2 separate regions of the Capsicum annuum genome follow, and region 1 is linked to region 2. The links are chromatin contacts, called in public Hi-C maps. All regions are on one chromosome and are shown on one strand. The core of a region is the stretch at or near the end of the contact, and the rest is flanking DNA. Distances in the headings are between cores, read along the strand shown.

Region 1 (3,095 bases), core at 573-3,072, 310 kb after region 2:
GGATAAATTAGCTATTTTGATTGTTGTATATATATAACTATACTTTCAAAACAATGAAAGAAAAAAATTACATAACTAATGCCTTGTTAAAATAGGTGAGGAAAATTAATTTACCTAAATTGAAGAATATTACATGAATTTTATACCTAAACTAATTTTATTCCTAATAAATCCTACATTTAAAAGGACTCATAAATTAAATTAGTTAACATAATAAAATTAAATAATAATTTGAAAAAAGTAGTGAAAGGATAATTTTGTCTGTTAAGGAGATTTTAATGAAGGGTAAAAAATTTAAATCACTTTTCTAAGGGTCTTCACACATTTAATATAAGCTTAAGTCATCAACAGACCCTCAAATTTGTCCTGAAAATTCAGTTAGACCCCTCAACTAAGGCCTATATCTTTTGAACTCTTATACTGTATAGAAAATTATTCCTATTAGGCACATTTTGTTAATTAGCAACAAATGTGAATGTGTATTACACTTGCCATGACATGGCAAAAACGACCAATTAAATGATGATATGTGGCATTGAGGGCCCAAATAATTATTAAAAAATAATTATAATTTTTTAAAAAAATAAAATAAAATAAATGTCATACCCCCCCTACCCGCCCCCGCCCCCACGCTCTCTTCATCTTCTTCCCCATTTTCTTCTTCATTTTTTGCCTTTGTTATTCTTTTCTCCTAATCACACCACTCAATTTTTTTCAAATTAATTTTAAATATAAACTTTTATGACACACTTTCTTACTTTGAATTCTTTAATAATTTCAAAGAAAGTAATTTCAAATTCATACTAAGCTTATCGAAAAACATGGAGTTTTGTCGGAAAATTATTTTTACCCATTTTCTTGTTTTGCAGCATTTTCCATTTCCCCCTCACTCCCATGGCTGCTATGAGTTCTTCATTTCACCCTCACTTCCATTTTAGATTCATTTTCCATTTTGTTTTCAAAATTTTTAAACAAAATATGTGTTTCAAGAAGCAATATTCTTCCAACTTCAATGACTTTGCCATAGCTTTGAAGGTAATTTCCGTGACCATTTTCATTTTCTCGGCTTGGGGGTGGGTATGCTTGGTGAAGACAACGGCTTGGGGGTGGGGTGGTGGGGGTGCTTTTCTTTTTAAAAAAAAAATAAAAAATTATTGTTATTATAAAATTATATTAATAAAATAATTAAAGTATAGATTTTTTAATTAAAAAAAGTAAAATAATTTTTGCTCTTATATTCACGCGCCTAAACACTTTCCTTGCCAAATCAGCAATTTGTGCCTGATAGGTATCAATTTTAGCAGTTGAGGACCTGATAGGTACAGACCTTAGTTGAGAGGTCTAAGTGAATTTTCGGGACAAGTTTGAGGGTCTGACGATGACTTAAGTCTTAATATATTATAGATTAAAATGTCTCAATTTTAATGCGCATCAAACTTGGTGTTGAAAATCTTAGTAAAATATATTTTTCATGAACACTACATAGTTTGAGGCATGACGGACACTGTTCCTAAGATATTTCACCGGTATAAGTATATCTCTAGGATTTAACAAACTCTTTGAATATAAATTAGGAGTCATAAACTAACAAAGATTCAATAAAATTCACCTAATATAGGTGTATCCTCAGGGTTTAACGAACTCTTCTAATATAAACTAGGAGCCTAGCATAAACCAATAGAGATTCAATAAAATTGAAAACCCCGCTAGATAAAATGAGGAGGAAGAAGAAGAATGACTATATATTTTTAATCTCAACCAAAAACATAAGATGATATATTTATATGTCAAAGGTGATGTCTGCCAACGTCCCAATTATAGGAATTAAGATAGTATAGAGTAAATGATGGTAATAAAGATGTAAATCTTGGTTACTCAAAGTTGGCTTTGTGAGCACGTAGAAACATTCCTCTGGTACGTATTACTGTGCTTGTGGATACAGATCAGCACAGATGGAATTAAACAAATATGAAGATGATGTATATTAAGCGGTCAAGCAAAAGGCGATCAAAAGGTTGTTTCATTGACCAGTAGTTACTATTTGTATGTCCTGTTTCATTATGTATATTTTGTAAACCAGCAAATGTATTAGTACCAAAATGAGATCAGTATTTGTTCAAAATGACGATGATGTAATCAGATTAACTTACACTATAGATTCCAAAAAGATTAAATTACCGAGACGCCAACGAAGACTAATACATTAGTCAAGAAGAAACAACAACAAAGAAAAGGTTGGCAATTACAAATTGATAATTTGGTAACTTGATCCCCAAGAACCACCGACCCACCCATTGACCAAGTGACCCAATAGCTGCTTTATTGACTGTAATATCCTCTATATGTCATTGCTAATACCAGGCTACTAATTACAATTCTTGACTAATCTTTGTTTGCTTTGTACAATGGCCAAGAAGCTGGTGAAATACGTTGTGGTAATCTCTCTTAATCCCCATTGAGTACTACTATTTTCATTATTCAATTAGCAAATAATTAATTGCATTTTTTTTTCAACTTACTCAGGTGGATGCCTTCACTGATACAGCATTTAAAGGGAACCCGGCTGCTGTATGTGTGCTGGAGGAAGAGAAAGATGATAAATGGCTACAATCTGTTGCTGCGGAGTTCAATGTCTCCCAAACTGCTTATCTCACTTCGCTTAATGAAGTGAATGAGCCCACAAAAACAAATCCCAGATTTGGCCTTCGTTGGTTCACTCCAGTTAATGAGGTTCAACTTCTTCCCGTCTGCGTTTCATTAATATTCAAACAAATGTTATTCAATTAAAGTTAAAATCCCCCCAAAACTGATTCCCACTTTTAGTTTTATTAGGAAGATGGTATAATCCAGGGGAAGGCTAGTAACTGGGTATGTTATCTGCGCTGCGGAACCGATAAACATTTGATTTTGTTTTTGTTCTTTGATTTTACAATAGAAATGAGGCAATGATCTCACTTTACTCTTCATATTAGGTTCTATTTATGAGGGTGTATTGGAGAAAAAAAAAAGCTTTATGCATTGCTTAACTGTTTTTAGTGTTATTCTTTCTTGCGGGTTGCCCTTTTCTGAGCTTATCATGTTGTTTAAACTCGAAA
Region 2 (3,029 bases), core at 239-2,738:
TAAACAGCAAATTGCTTGCACCTTTTTTTCTGGCTCCTGATAGTTTACAATACAGGCGTGGAATGCAACTTATGCGCCTCGGGAGCATGATGGCCGTTTGAAATGGAAATATCCCAGAACAAATACTGTTGATTTTCTCTTTGAGGTGGTTATATTTTCTGTCTTCTTTAGATCCCAAACTGCTGTATATTATGAGTGCATATATGCTCGAGCTTTTTCCTGTCTGCACATAGCAGTAGGAGATAACATCACTAAATGGTTGTGATAACTGATAACTTTAGTACCAGGGTAATCTGATTAACAAGTTGGCATTGTCAGGTGGGAGTTGAAGGTAGCAAGTTGCTTTATCTGCAAGAACATGGAAACAATAAACTAATTGAAGGTTGCAGAGTGATGTTTAAAGGTATCTGCTCTTTTCCTCCTCTCTCTGAACTCTATGTCCTATGAGTTTCCAGTGGTAAAGAGATCTCTTCTCTTCTTTGCTTTATTTCCGAAGCCGTCTGTTCCAGCTGGCAGTAAGAATATGAAGAACTATCCCTTGAATTCTATTAGGAATGTTTAGCAGATTTTGTTGCTTAGATAATATGGCTGCCGCCTCAAGTTTTCTTCAAACCAAGTTTGGCCTGAATGGTGCTTTCTCCTGCAGATGAAACTGATTTATCGTTGTACTCGGGTAGGATAATTGAGTGTTCCTGGAATTCTCATGAAGATGCTTGGATCTTTGTGCAGATGCAAACAGACAAATCAAACCCAGATTCTATAAGTGTCTATGAGGAGGTTTGTCATATAGCAACATCATCCTTCATTTACAGCTTTTCCGGCTATTATTGACTCAAGAAACATCTTATGGATAGGCAAAACACGAGACTCAGGGCAATCTTACAGAGGATGCCTTGTTGAATGAGATTGATAAAATTGCAGCTCTACCTATGTATGCTGACTGGGTAAAGCGTCACAGTAGGCCTATTAGAAATGTCTGGACAAGGCAGTGAGGGATTTTTCTGTTTGTTGCCGCATCATTTGGGTGTATTTTTCTAGTTAAAAATGACTGCAGGTTCTTTGCAGTCGTCATTCATATCATTTGGGTGTAGTTTCCTTCTCAAATTTGATTTGCCAAGTTGAGAGGGTGACAATATGGGGATATATCTTCTTTTTGCCCTCCCCACCATTGGGGAATTGAGATGAGAGGCAACGGAGGAGGTTATTAGTCAATTAGAAATGACTGCAGGTTCATTGCAGTCGTCATTTATCATTCGGGAGGTCTTTTTCTTCTCATGTTCTGTTTTGTCAAGTTGAAAGATGGATACAAGTATGGGAAGGCAATATCGAATAGGAGGTGTAGGTGGTGTTTGGAAAAATTTCTAGGAAAGATTAGCGCAATTGGTAACGTGTTTGCTCATTATTCCTTCCTTTCAAATTTATTGCTCAAAGTGGAGCCTTGTGATTTCATACCTGTACTGTAAGTTGCGGTAAAAGGATACTGTTCGGTGATTGTCACATGTAGGAGCTGTAATCTTGAAATGAAATATTAACTCTTGTTTTCTGTCTTCACAATTTAGTAGCCTGGTAAATTATTTTATTTTTTTGGTACACATCATTGGAATACTAGAAAACAGTATGCTTTTATTTCTTGGGTAATAAAAAAATGGAATAACCAAAGTTACTGTAAGACCAAACCTCTGTCGCACATGTTGAAGACAGTTCTAGGAAACAGCACTTGAAGTTGTTGGACTCACCTGGAAGCAGTTATAAAGTGGAGCGATGAATGGAGGCAATACTCCTTAATGCAGCCTCTTTGGTATAAGCTTCAGTCACAGCTTTGAAGTAGCTGTTAGGATTGGCAGTGTCTTTCGTTACTCGCAGCGGTGCTCACGAGGCTTTTTGAGAAGTGAAGTCTGTGATGGTATTTTTAATTCGGCAGGAGCTTTTACGATCAAATGCCGAAAGTATCACCAAACGCAAGACGCCAAATGGTGAATTATCTGCGAAAGCTAAAGCCATATATAATCCTTTTGGGGTCGTTTGGTAAGCTGTATAAGAATAATACAAAAATATGGTATAGTAGTAATGCTTGCATTTTTTTTATGCAGTGTTTGGTTGGATGCATTAAAAGTAACATGAATTGCACAATTTTTAAAAAATAATAATATTTATTTTTAAAAATGCCCTCCGTAAAGGATATGAAAGGGAGACAATTTTGTCTTTTCATGCTAATGCATGCACTCGAATCCATTGCATACTAAAACTATGGATTTTCATGTTTTAGTTATGCACACCTTAATATCAAGTAGAGTGTTTAACTAATGTTAGTTATACATGGGATGAAAAAGCGTACCAAACAAAATATTAGTAATGCACAAAGCTAATATATGCATTATTTTTTATAATACATTCTACCAAATGAGTCCTTAGTATGTTTCCTGTCTGAATTGAATACACAAGGATTATTTCTCTTGATTAGCTAGATAGTGCAAAGCTAAGATTGAAAGGGGAGGACTTCTTAAAGATGTCCGTGTGACGCATATGGTGAGCCCAAAGTTGGCTACTTCAAAGTGGTTAGCAATAGTCATGCTTCCTATAGTCTGAAGTTTACTTCAAGCTGGTGTAGGTTCATTTGTGGTGGTGAAGTTACCAATATTTAAGTATGTTGTTGTTTAATATGAACTACTTTAATTTGATGACTGCGTGCTAACTTGATGGAGGTAATACTCTGCTGCCTAAATTGGTCAATTAGACAAGTGCTTACTTTATATACACTGGTAATGTAGATATTTTTGCCTTATACTATAATTTGACTGATGATAATTTTTACATTATACTATAATTTGACAGTTGTAACATATTATTCACTCCTTTTTCATGCTTCTGTATATTATTTAGAAAAGGAAAAAAAAGTCAAATATACTCTAAACTTTGGACAAAAGTCTAGATATACTCTCCGTTACAAATCTAGCTCACTAGTGTCCTCACTGTTCAAATTTAGGCGCATAAATACCCCTTTGGATGTTAGTTCATTTGCTGAAATTCTT

Evidence for each region. A called contact is a pair of places that touch in the nucleus more often than the background predicts.
Region 1: a Hi-C map of bud shows a contact between it and region 2, with 3 times the contacts expected there. The contact joins the promoter of LOC107856879 here to the enhancer-like site in region 2. A contact is called at or near these places in 3 of 5 Hi-C or Micro-C datasets (bud, leaf and placenta).

What each region holds. Positions count from the first base shown.
Region 1 is chr9:154,980,644-154,983,738 of UCD10Xv1.1, forward strand. It overlaps LOC107856879, which reads left to right and starts at 1,823. Exons shown (of 5, transcript XM_047397052.1): 1 at 1,823-2,435; 2 at 2,524-2,730. The coding sequence starts at 2,406.
Region 2 is chr9:154,675,448-154,678,476 of UCD10Xv1.1, forward strand. It overlaps LOC107856873 (mRNA-capping enzyme), which reads left to right. Exons shown (of 11, transcript XM_047397051.1): 8 at 56-145; 9 at 319-403; 10 at 647-777; 11 at 855-1,551. The coding sequence ends at 992. Among protein-coding and RNA genes, the nearest start is that of LOC107856873, 23 kb to the left of the region's middle. Within about 2 kb of position 1,489, at least 4 of the 5 cell types and tissues checked have an H3K27ac peak or open chromatin away from gene starts, as enhancers often do. A contact at or near this core is called in bud and leaf, where this site is marked.